2 separate regions of the Zea mays genome follow, and region 1 is linked to region 2. Evidence: chromatin contacts called from public Hi-C data. All regions are on one chromosome and are shown on one strand. The core of a region is the stretch at or near the end of the contact, and the rest is flanking DNA. Distances in the headings are between cores, read along the strand shown.

Region 1 (5,783 bases), core at 3,128-5,627, 54 kb after region 2:
CCCACGAAGGGGTATGGTTAATTCTGAGCCGCGAGATCAGATAGCGACGGTCCAGATTAGATCTGCCCCCAACGAACCGGTACGCGATCACATCCGTCCGATCGACGACCGACGACGCGGATTTAAAATACTCCAACCCGCCCAGAATCGCCCGATTGAGATCAAACGGCTCTAGCTCATCTCCCTCATTTCGACCACCAAGACAGCGGCACAAAGCCTTCCCCGCGGCGGAGGACCCGCCGGAGTCGGCCAAGCCGCCACCCCAGAGCCATACCCCCTAATCAGATTGGTCCTACACGGTCTACAGAGGGAAACAAATCAATTGAGAAGATCCCTACCGGGTTTTGTGAAGCAGATACGGTTGACCACGTCTATGTGCGGTTCTGCCACCGAGGATTGACTCCGGCGAGCGATTAGAGGTGAACCAGCCGATCAACACGCCCCTGGAATGCATGTCCAAGCTCCAAGCGATCTGGAGAAACCCCCATCCACCATCCGGGGCGCCAGCGCTAGCGAATTGAGGTCATCCCCGGCGGCGGACCCACTGTCTTCCTCCAGCGGCGATAAAGCTCTCCCCTTCTCTCGGTTACAGCTTGCACATGGTTTTATAGGCTAGGAATCCTACGAAGTCGACGGCGCATGGCGCGCAATTTCAACAACCCTGGCGAATTGGTCGGGGGACTTCCTGGAATCACGGTGTGTTCGGTGCGGCAACGTCGGATCCGTCGGCGTCCAACGGACTCGAGCTGAGCGAAACGGCTGACAGGGCTGGCCCATAGAACGGTGACACAAGGCAAAGGCGTAGACGCGCGCTGAGCAACTGGCGAGGGGGCCCAGTCTGCCAGCGAGTCCGCGCGTTAAAAAAAACTGCTGGGCCACGCAGAAGTAGGCGCACGAGGTGGAGAAGGCTGAAGAGTGGGCCCCATGTGTCTGTGACTTGGTAAGGGAAAACGAGAAGTGGGCCGAGGCGCAGGGAAAAACAGGTACTGGGCCACAGGTGTGGATTCGGCCCAAGCGCGAATTTCCTATTTTCTTCTTTTTTTTCTTCTCTTTTTTTTATTTATATTCCCTAATTTGCAATTCTTTCCTAATTTCAAACTCTAGTAATTAAATTCAAATTCGTTGGTGAATTTCACACAAAAACTAAGTGTAAAAAAAAATATAAATGCCAACATAAAGGGGATATAATTATTCGTGCATATATATATATATATATATATATATTATAGGGTGTATTCTTTTCCTTCTCTTTTTTTTTATTTTTAATTTCTCAATTCAAATCCCATTCAAGTTCGACTTCAAATTTTCAAGTATCAAAATAATTCTTAGCTTTCAAAATTCCGTTCTCAAATTTCGACTCTCAAGTATAATTTGAGATATTTGTACTTGCTATTTTATTTCTTCATGTATTTACTTTATTATTTATATATTTTTTTATACACACATTTTGGGCCTTACAATCACCCCCTCAGGCGACACGTGGTAAGAATCTCGTGGTAAGTATTGGAGCTAGCGAGCAGCACCAGCAAGGCAGCAATCACGATTGCTGACGGGCTTGTCACCTTGCGTTTATCCAGAGTGATGATTGATCGGATCGGAGGAGCAGTAGTACTCTCCTGCCACAAGCAGAAGTATTCTAACCGCGCGCCCACGTTAAGCGCTAGTAATTGGCTGCTGGTGGCACCGCATAATCCATATAGTTAACCCGCACGCGTGGCGGCGGTAATTCTCGAGATCCCAACCCGCCGCACCGGCACTGGCACCGACGACAGCGGCAGGGCGGCGGTCTCGCGATGCCCGGCACCCCGCCGCGGCCGTACGCTGCGGTGGGTGGTTTCCGAGTCGGCGGCGACGAAACAATATTGTTGCGCACATGCTGCCGCTTGTGACAAAACAAGGAGCGTCCGCGGTGCTTTAACTTTAACAGTGGGCGGATCGATCGGAGTTGAGTGCGTGTGTACCCCCGCGATATTAGGCTCGGTCTTACGATGATGACGAGCCATATATAACGCACAGGGGCGTTACGTAAGATGTGGTTTGGTAGCACGAGAATTCAACGTACGTACCGAACAAAAGCTTGCAAACTAACCCGTCCGATCCGGTACAGTACACGAGACGGTCGATCGCGTGGTCGTCGCCGCCATGTCCGGCGAGCGGCACCTCGATCGAGCCCCGTGATGTGCTGTGCTGTGCGTGCTAGTGCGGACGCGGACGCATGCGCGTAAGCGTATACATGGTCGGTCGCGGCCTCCGTAGCCAGTAGCCACACGCCTAACGAACGTGGCTATAGCTAGCTAATCGTCTCGCGTCGTGCGGGGGGTTTTGGAGATTAGCGAGCGATTCGTGCTGCTTCACCAACACACCCAAGCAACTCGCTCCCATCCCGACGAAGCAAGCGACAGGTAGAGATAGCTGCTAGGCCCAGGGACGACGAATTAATACAAATGCAATGCGGGTGTTCTACTCTACTAGCTAGCTAGTGGATTCTGGTTTTAAGCGCGCGCGTACGTGCGGCCGGGGTTGGTCCTCGCTTTATGTTTTTGCATGGATTATTTCGTGTGTGGGGTTCGTTAGGACTCGTTTGGGAATGGAGGCATGTGTACGAATACAATACAAAAATGAACCGTATAGTAGTCTTCGATCACCGCTACAAGATTGTACACATATATACTAGAACCCTTAAAATTAAGTCGTGGTGCTCAAGCTGCGATTTCTGACCACCATGTATACCGTTGTGTCAACGGGCGTACAATCTAAACTTGGAAAAAAAAAAGAGTAATGCCGGTGTGTATACTATTATAGTTCCTCGGTCAGCATCGCGCCACTTACTCTAATTTCAACGGCTCACGAAAAAAAAGAGGGAAATGCATACGGATATAGGATACAATAGACTAGGGATGCAGAGGATAAGAGCATCTCCAAAAGATTCTTTATTTTTGACTCTCTATTTGACTCTTTATTTGTCACTTTATAAAGATTAAACTCTAAATATAATATCTCATTCCAACAGACTCTCCAACATGCAAGTTAGCTTGGCTAGCGGGATTTGCTAGCCAAATTTAGCTAGTGAGGGAGTCAATTTAGAGAGCCGGATAGATTGTCAAGTTAAATAGCTAGTCTGTTGGAGAAATATTTTGCTATTAAATAGCTAAAATTTAGCTTAACAAGCTATTTAGCTAGTCTCTTGGAGATGCTCTAATACGCTGGTGCCGTGGTGCCTCTCCATCCTCTGGTTTTTGTTTGACCCGTATTTTTTTATGGAAAAAAATAAGCTAGCTATCGAGAGTTCATTGGAAATTATATGTTTTTTTTTCTTCCTTTCTATGGTCCAGAGCTATTTGTGCTGGTTGACTTGCCGGTCAGTTTTGTGTACCCGTACATGTGGAACAGTAGCAGCTGGTTGGTGACCGACCTGACAATATAAACATCAACCAAAACCCTCGCCGTGATTATAGTCGCTTATGATGTCATGAAGATGCATGGCACCGCTGTCCTCTCGCGGGCAGCATGCATGTTTTTAATTGTTTTTTTTAAGAAAGAAAGAAAGAAGTGTTCTTCCGTACGTGCCATGACTCGTGCGACGTGGGGAGCAACGCGACGACACGACACGGTTGAAATGGCTCTCTATTCCCTTCAGGTATCTTATGCCCATCCTGTTACCTGTTGCTTTAGCTTCTGTAATACGCCATGAAACTACGAAGTCTCATAAGCGTACGTCCGGTCCGGCTGCTCCTGCAACCTGATTAGGAGTACTACTCTACTGGCGCGAGCCGCGAGTCCTCCTACGCGTCGATCGACCGAATTCCCGCCGGCGACATCCATGCAGCGATCCCGGAGGACAACCCGGGAACGGAACGCTCGTTCCGGCCGACGGCGACGGAGGACTCGGGATCGCAACCGGTCCAGTTCTAGTAGCTAGGCGAATGTAGCATTTGACCGCCTCCGGACGCAATGCGGCAGGGGCTTCAGATATCCTGGATCCGGCTCTTGACTGCATCGTAGTACGTACTACACTATCTTGCGTTCCAGACAGATCGACCCTGTTCTGGCTGCGGCTCCATGTCCGGAGCAACCGTGGGGTTTTGGCGGCACTGCCGGCAGGACGCTGGATTCGAGGACGATCAAGGAGGCTGCAAGCTGGAGCATGCAGACAGTGTGCTTCGCGACCACCGGCATGCGGCGACGCTCGTGCCACGCTGCTGCTGATTGCTCTGTTGTCTGGCCTGTTAGCGAAAGGTTCCGGCCTAGTAGTCACTAGTCAGCAGGTCTCAATAGGCTGACGAGCTGCGATCACGGAAACAACCTAGGCCGTCAAATGAGCAGTCTAGCAATAGCTTGGGCCTCTTCCATACCGGTCCGTCTTCCAATGGGCTAGTTGGGCCACCAGTAAATGAAAGATTCGATTCGAAGATTGGACAGCACAGGCCCATCCCAAGCACAGTCGTGCTGGCAGCTCCGGGCAAGGCCCAACCAAAGCATAGACAATCCTCCCCGCAAGTATCGGGTGGGTGCCCCATCAGAGCATATTCGGTTCTACCCCAATCCATATAGATTGAGAGAGATTGAGGAAGTTTTAATCCTTAGTAAGTCAAAATTCCTCTCAATCCGTATCAATCCCCTCCAATCCATATGGATTGAAAATAATCCGTATCATTTGGATTTTGGAAGGTGCTCGGTGCATTTGCCCCGTGGCAAGAACCATCAACGGGACTGACGATTACACAGTCTACACACGGCCAATTACACAGTCTAGTCCATCAACCATCGGATTATAGCTAAGTTCCTTTAACCACTCTTCTAAACTTTAGTCTCTAGAATTTTTATTTGGAAAGCCTCCATTAGTTATAGTGGTTGATAGTTTAGAAACTAAAAGTGACCCACTAAACTTTAGATAGGAGCCAAACACCCACTAAAGCTTACAATCTCGAGACACGCAATGTAAAATTTTAGCTAAAAGTTAGTGCCGGTATCCAATAGAGTTGGCAATGGGTTGTGATTCCTTATTTTCCCGTGAGGAAATTCTCCATTAGGAGACGGGAATAGAGAAGTTTCCTAGACCATGGAGATATAAACCGGAATTTTTTCCCCTGCCGGGTAAACGAGGATGGAGAAGCATTCTCCATCCCCGTTTCCTGTTGGGACGGTTAAATTTGCACGTGACGATAATTTTATGTACTAGCTAATGATAAAAATAAATAATAGACATCACTAATTGTACAAATATGTTCGTATTTATATATACAAAATAAATTCTTACATCTAACAATATACATATGTCGGTGTTTCGAAACCCGGGGGGTCCCTGGACCGACGAGTGAATCGTCGCCGCGTGCCCCAGCCCAGATGGGTCGACGCGAGGCGGAACGCGAAGGGGGGGGGGGGGAATGGATGTAGCCGGAGGGAGGCAGGCGTGAGAGAGTGGATCCCGCGGCCTTCGTGTTAGCCCCGCGCCTGAGTCGGGTGCGCTTGCAGTAGGGGGATACAAGCGTCCACGCGGGAGTGGGAGCGAGCGGCCTTGCGCGAGCGCCGTCCCGTCCTTCTCCGCGCGGGCCAACCAACCCTCTGTAAGAGGGCCCTGGTCCTCCCTTTTATAGGCGTAAGGAGAGGATCCAGGTGTACAATGGGGAGTGTAGCAATGTGCTAACGTGTCTAGCGATGGAGTGCTAGCGCCCTAAGTACATGCCATCGTGGCAGCCGGAGAGGTCTTGGCACCCAGTTCGCGTGGTGTCGTGGCTGTCGGAGGAGTGCTGGAGCCTGGCGAAAGGACAGCTGTTGGGGCTGTC
Region 2 (6,082 bases), core at 2,614-5,113:
ACAAGTCGACTGGGAAGGGTAACGATAGCGGAACAAACGATGGTAGGAAACGGACGAAAAGGATCGGAAATGGACGGTAAACGGAACTTAGGCCAGAACTGCATGTCGCAGACGGCAGCCTAAAATACATAAATCGATGTGTATTGGTAAATAGATAATAGATCCAAAAGATAAATCTTCAATAATCATATAATTCTAAGACGCACCGATAATAGAAACAGATAAGTAGTACAATGCCAAATATCCGGAGCTCCAGATTACACATAAATTTAAGACACCACACCTAAAGAAACGACAATTAAAAAAACATACGTTACATGTGAAGAAAAGTCCAATAGTCTACCAAACTCCTATAACATATTTTTCTAATGGTGGATTGGTTGCATGGAGCCAGCTATAGGTGTATATTTGTGCTGTGTCTAATAGGCCGGCCCAAAGCACACAATTGTTGGCACGGCCCAACCTAATTGTGGTCCTGGGACGGCACAGCCCAATATGTGGGCCGTGTCTGGGCCTCAAGTCAAGCTCATGGGCCGGCCTGGCACGGCCTATTTAACTAAGGCACATCGAGGCCCACTAAATATAGACTCATTATTTAACTAAGGTTCATCAAATCTCACATGACCAGCACAACTTGGAGAATCTAGAGCTTCAATATGCCTTCCAGAACCAATACCTAGATGGAGATAGTGAATAGTGATGATGGTTATTGTATATGTATTTTGTATGGCTGTATAGTACTCAACTAAACACTGAACGGAAAGCTGAATATTATTTCTGAGCTAGTTGTAATATTTTTTCTTTATGACCAAAGGTTTTTAATATGCACCCACAAAACATCTTAGTTTTATTTTGGTCATATATATTCTATACTTTTTGTTTATGTATTGTTGTTGTATACATATGGGCCGGTCTGGCACATTAAGGCATTTTGGGTTATTTGGGTCGGCCTGGCACACATAACTAATTGTGGGCCGTGTCGTGGGCCGATGACTAGACACACGTGCTGGCACGACATGATCCTTAATTAGATATGTGCCTTTGTGGGCCGTGCTTTTGTGGTCATGTGTCGTGTCGGGCCAGGCCGGCCCACATGTACAGGTATAGAGCCACTGTGTTACTATCCTCGAGACCACCGCCAATTAAATGATGTTTGATTTATATGGACTAATTTTTAATCTATTTATTTTATTTAGTTTCTAAATTGGTAAATACAGAAACCGTGAGGATAAAAATGGCATATGGCACGGGATGGGATTCATCCGTTTCCATCCATATGTGCGAGTGATGGCACATTGGCACGATCGGTTTCTGTTTCCCGTGTGTCTGTTCCTCTGGCTTTTACTCTCGCGTGGAGAGACGTCGGCGAGGGGCGCGTTGCTGAGGTTTCCGAAACGAGATAAGGCCGAAGCCGGCGGGTAGGCCACCTCGCGCTAGCCATGCCGCGCCCGCCGGCGCGATGAGGACGACGTCGCCTCCAAATAATTGGCCGGATTTGGATCCCAACGGGAGCGGGTGACCCATACCCCGGGCGTCGTCGCGTACGATGGCGGCGGCGGGGCCCATGGATGGAATGATCTATGATCCGCTCATGGCCCGACCCAGCGCATCGCATCCATGAGACTGTTGCGGCTAGATATCGGAAAAAGGCGTAACCGCGTGATTCGTTCGTTCGTTGCAAGGAGCGGCAACAAGTGGAAAGCGGACAAGCGGTACAGGAGGAGGACGGACGAGCTGTAAACGAGAGCTTAACTGAAGCATCAAATTCACATAATGGTATGTCGAGCTCAAGCAGCAATTAATGGCAGTACATGTACATATGAAGCTAGCGCTAGCTGGCTCACCAAGCGCCCAAATTAACTAATCAACCCGTAAAACCCCCCACGCACTGCATTGCTGACGCAGATGCAGGCCCCCTTAATCTACCCCCATTTCATTAATCCTATCAGTAATCATGCTACTGCTAATGACACAATCAGAGTAGGGTACCAGTACTATGTACAGAGACCAATACAAAGGAACCTAGGATTAATTAATTAACAAGGAAGCCCTAATCCCCTGGCGGTCTGGACGGATAATAATCTAGTCAGACCCGAGGTCAGTAGAGGCCGGACCTGGCGGAGGTGACGAACGAGGACGCATCAGCGAACCGGTCACCAACCCCAGATCCCACAAGAGACCAAGATAATCAATCAAATCAAGCAAATTAACCAACCAGACCACGTGACCGGGGCGGGTGGGCGGCCCAGCCACCGGTCGATCGTCGCCCAGGCTTCAGTACTTCCAGAGGTCGGCGAGGTTGAGGGCCGGGTCGTCGAGCTCGGGCAGGAACTGGTGCGACGACGACGGGGTCGCCGCCGACGAGATCTCCGCGTAGCCGCCCGCCGCGTTGGGGTCGGTGCTGAGCCCGGTCTCGCGGGACGGGCTGATCACCGACGCCGTCTGCGCCGAGACCACCTGCTGCTCCGCCTTGCAGTACCTCCGGATCGCCGGGGGGAGGTGGCCGGAGTTCATCGCCGGAAGAGAGAAGTACTGGCTCGGGTAGAACATCGGGGGCGGCGGCTGGTACTGGCACTGCTGCATCTGCAGCAGCGCGTGCTCCTCCATCTTGACCGGGAGGTAGCTCGCGTCCGGAACGGACGCGGGGGCGGGGCCCTTGAAGTCGATCACCTCGTCCACGTCGGCTCCGACGAGGGCCGGCAGCTCCGCGGAGTCGAGGAGCTCGTTGAGGAAGCCCAGCGAGCCCACGCGCTCGAGCTCCGCCGCGCCGGCCGCCGCCAATAATGGCTCGCTCCTCGCCGCCTGCAGCTCCTTGTTGAACACCTTGCACACGGCCCACTCGTCCTGCACCGCACGCAACAAAAAGGACAAGGCGGCAAGAAAAAGAAGAGAGGGGACTTGTTAGCCCACGCCCACCGGCCGGAAATTAAGGGCAGGAGACTTGCTTGCAACGCCGAACGACGGAACGAGTAAGTACACGAGGGCCGGACCTTGGCGGAGCGCGGGAGCGGCTGGGGAAGCCTGCCCTCGAGGCGGAACTCGTGCATGACCCATCCGGTCTTCTCCCCGCGCGGCGCGCGGCCGCGGTAGAAGACGAGCGTCTTCTTCATGCCCACGAGGACGCCGCGGCCCCTGAAGATCTCCTTGTCCTTGCCGGTGGCCTTCCAGTAGCCGGTCTCCGTGGCGCGGTTGGTCCGCGTGCCCGTCGGGTACTTGCGATCCTTGTGGCAGAAGAAGTACCACTCCTTCTCCCCCATCTTGGCCCTGCCTGGAGAAATCAAAACGCAAGCTTCCCAGTTAAATTTAGGCCGCCATGATTCCCAGCCGAGAGAAAGAGAAGTACTACTAGTACAAGCACAAAGTCAAAAAAAAAAGAGGTGCAGGTCTATTTGGCTCTTTGAGGTGAGGACGTATCAAGCAGTAGCGCGCAGTGCTAACCTGGCAGGTCCCATGGCTCGATCCTGTTGAGGTCGACCTCGCCGATGACGCCGGAGACGAAGCGGTGGTCGAGGGCCTTGTGGGTGAGGTAGTGCGAGATGATCTCCTCGTCGGTGGGGTGGAAGCGGAAGCCCGGCGGCAGGTCCATCAGCTGCCCGGCGCCCGCGTCCTCCACCTCCGCCTGGTTTATCACCGACACCTCAGACATCTCCGCCGTGCCGAAAACCAGCAGCCTCCTTCCACTCCAAGCCTCTCCACGATCGGAAGAGGAAATGGCTGCCTCAGGACAGATAAGGAGAGAGAGAGAGAGAGAGAGAGAGAGAGAGAGAGAGAGAGAGAGAGAGAGAGAGAGAGAGAGAGAGAGAGAGAGAGAGGCGTGCGTGAAAGAGAGAGGTGAGCTGAGAAAGAAGGCAAGGGGGCTTGGACTGGAGGAGCGGAGGGAGGGGCTGGGGCGGCATTATATAGAACAGGGTCGTATCTAGAGATGGCCAAACGGGCCGCCCGGCCCGGCCCGGCCCGGGCCCGGTGAAGCCCGGCCAAAAACCGGGCCGGGCCTGCTGTGCCAGCGGGCTTAATTTTCTGTCCAAGCCCGGCCCGCAGCGGGCCTAAACGGGCCGGGCCGGCCCGTTTAGCACGAAAAAAACGGGCCAAAAAGCGGGCTAAACGGGCCGGTAAGCACGTTTTAGTGTAAAAAAACCGTGCTTAACGGGCTTAGAGGTAAACGGGCCGTGCCGGGCTAGCCCGCCGTGCCTAGTTTCCTGTCCAAGCCCGCCCGCTTATTCTACCGTGCCGGGTTCGGACCGGGCCCAAAAAGCGGGCTTCGTGCCGGGCTCACGGGCCTCGTGCTTTTTGGCCATCTATAGTCGTATCGACGCTGTGACGGGCCGGGAGCGGAGAGCCGTGCGGAGGGCGGCTTGTAGACGACGGACCCCGTCCGGCGGGGACCGGGGGGCCCTTCCCCTCACTTCTTACCGCCGGTAGCTGCTGTGTGCCTGTGACTGCCCCACCTAAGGGCTTGTTCGGTTAGCTCTCAATCCATGTGGATTGAGTGAGATTGGATGGGTTTGAATCCCAAACAAGTCAAACCTCTTCTTAATTTTTTCAATCCCATCCAATCCATGTGTATTGGGAATAACCGAACAAGCCCTAAGCTAACTCCAAATTACCTGTCCTAATCGTAATGGCCCGCTCCCCTCCACTGGCCTGCGGAATATTCACTCGCTCGCCGGTTCACAGCTAACGCGGCAACGATGTGGCCGAGAATTGAAAAACCCAGAGCTCTCCCTTTAAAATACCATCACAGTAGGAGCTTCGCTTACTTCTCTGACCTTTGAAAACGAGTGCGGAGCTGGGCGACAGGGAGGCCTATCTGTCTGTCCCCACATGCCAGCGTGAAGAGTTCAACCCGGCGCTACGACACGGACAGGGGAGCAGATATCCTCTCATCCCAGCCAGTTCCTTTCCAGAAAACGGTGAGAAATCCAGATTACCGTGGCAGGCGCTACTCGTGCCGTCGTGCGCTACTCGTCTCGTCCCTAACCGCCGTCCGTGGACCGTGGCTAATGGTGCTCGCTCGATCGCTTCCGTCCCTCGCGCTCTTTTGGGAACATCTGTGTTCGTCGTTGTCTACTGGATGCGCGTAACGCCCCACACGACGGACAGGCAACGGCGAGAACTTTGCGCAAGGATATATGCCGATGGCTCTACACCGGCGGTGTATGGGCGCAGCCGGACCAAAAGCGCACAAAATTCGACAGGGCAGGCGAGCCATTTTCCCTTTCAGAAGGGTGCACGCTCGGCGTCCGCAGTGCCATCAGGGCTCGGTCCCATGCCATTCTCCCAAGCCTTTTTTTTCAGCGTTTCCGTCATCAAGTTCCACGCTTTTTAAGCGGAGCCGCGGAGGACAAAGCATGTCAAGCTATGACGTTCGTCTAATCTGGCTGGAAATATCCACCGGGTTTTTGCTCCCCTTCCCCTCGTGTGATTTTATCTTCCAGACTTCCAGCCGTAAATCTAGTACTACTTATTAAGGGTCTGTTTGGTTGGGCTGTGGCTGTGAAAAAAGCTGCTGTGGGCTGTGAGCTGTGGAAAAAGCTGTTGTGGGCTGTGAGCTGTTAAAAAGCTAAAAAAACCACTAAAAGCCGTTAAAAGTTCTTCGATATTTGTTTTTACAGTTTCATCCGAAAGCCACTAAAAGCAGGTCCAGGGGTGCTTTCAATTTTACACTGCGAGAAAGTCAGCTTTTAGAAAAAGCTGCTTTCTAGATCCAGACCTTTGGTTTGGCTTTTGGCTTTTAGGGGGCAAAAGCCAAAGCTAAAAGCCAAACCAAACACACCCTAAGAGTGTAATAGTAGTCTGCCTCCTGCCGTTCTGCCGTTCTGCCATCCTGCAACCTCAACCGTCCATTCTATTGTTCTACAATTTCAACCGTTCGATCACCAGCCGCTCGATCCCCCACCGCCGCCAGTCGTCCGATCCCATCGCCCGATCCCCGCCCCGGAGGTTGGAGATGCGAGGGATGGCCCCTGCCCCCACCCCCGTTACCCTCGTCCGATCCTCTTCCTTCCCCGCAGTCTCCGATCCGCCCGGCTTCACCAAATCCACCCTCCCCACGCAACAGCCACCGACCGTGTTCGCCGCCCCA

Evidence for each region. A called contact is a pair of places that touch in the nucleus more often than the background predicts.
Region 1: a Hi-C map of leaf shows a contact between it and region 2, with 8 times the contacts expected there. The contact joins the enhancer-like site here to the promoter of LOC103634602 in region 2. A contact is called at or near these places in 8 of 25 Hi-C or Micro-C datasets (bundle sheath, ear, endosperm and 2 more) and 1 of 3 datasets of contacts at active chromatin or transcription factors (leaf).

Annotation. Positions count from the first base shown.
Region 1 is chr1:53,531,039-53,536,821 of Zm-B73-REFERENCE-NAM-5.0, forward strand. No RefSeq gene overlaps it. Among protein-coding and RNA genes, the nearest start is that of LOC103634602, 52 kb to the left of the region's middle. Within about 2 kb of position 4,378, at least 18 of the 20 cell types and tissues checked have an H3K27ac peak or open chromatin away from gene starts, as enhancers often do. A contact at or near this core is called in bundle sheath, ear, leaf and 1 more, where this site is marked.
Region 2 is chr1:53,477,892-53,483,973 of Zm-B73-REFERENCE-NAM-5.0, forward strand. It overlaps LOC103634602 (NAC domain-containing protein 92), which reads right to left and starts at 3,864. Exons shown (of 3, transcript XM_008657013.3): 1 at 3,439-3,864; 2 at 2,991-3,268; 3 at 1,742-2,844. The coding sequence starts at 3,646. The coding sequence ends at 2,275.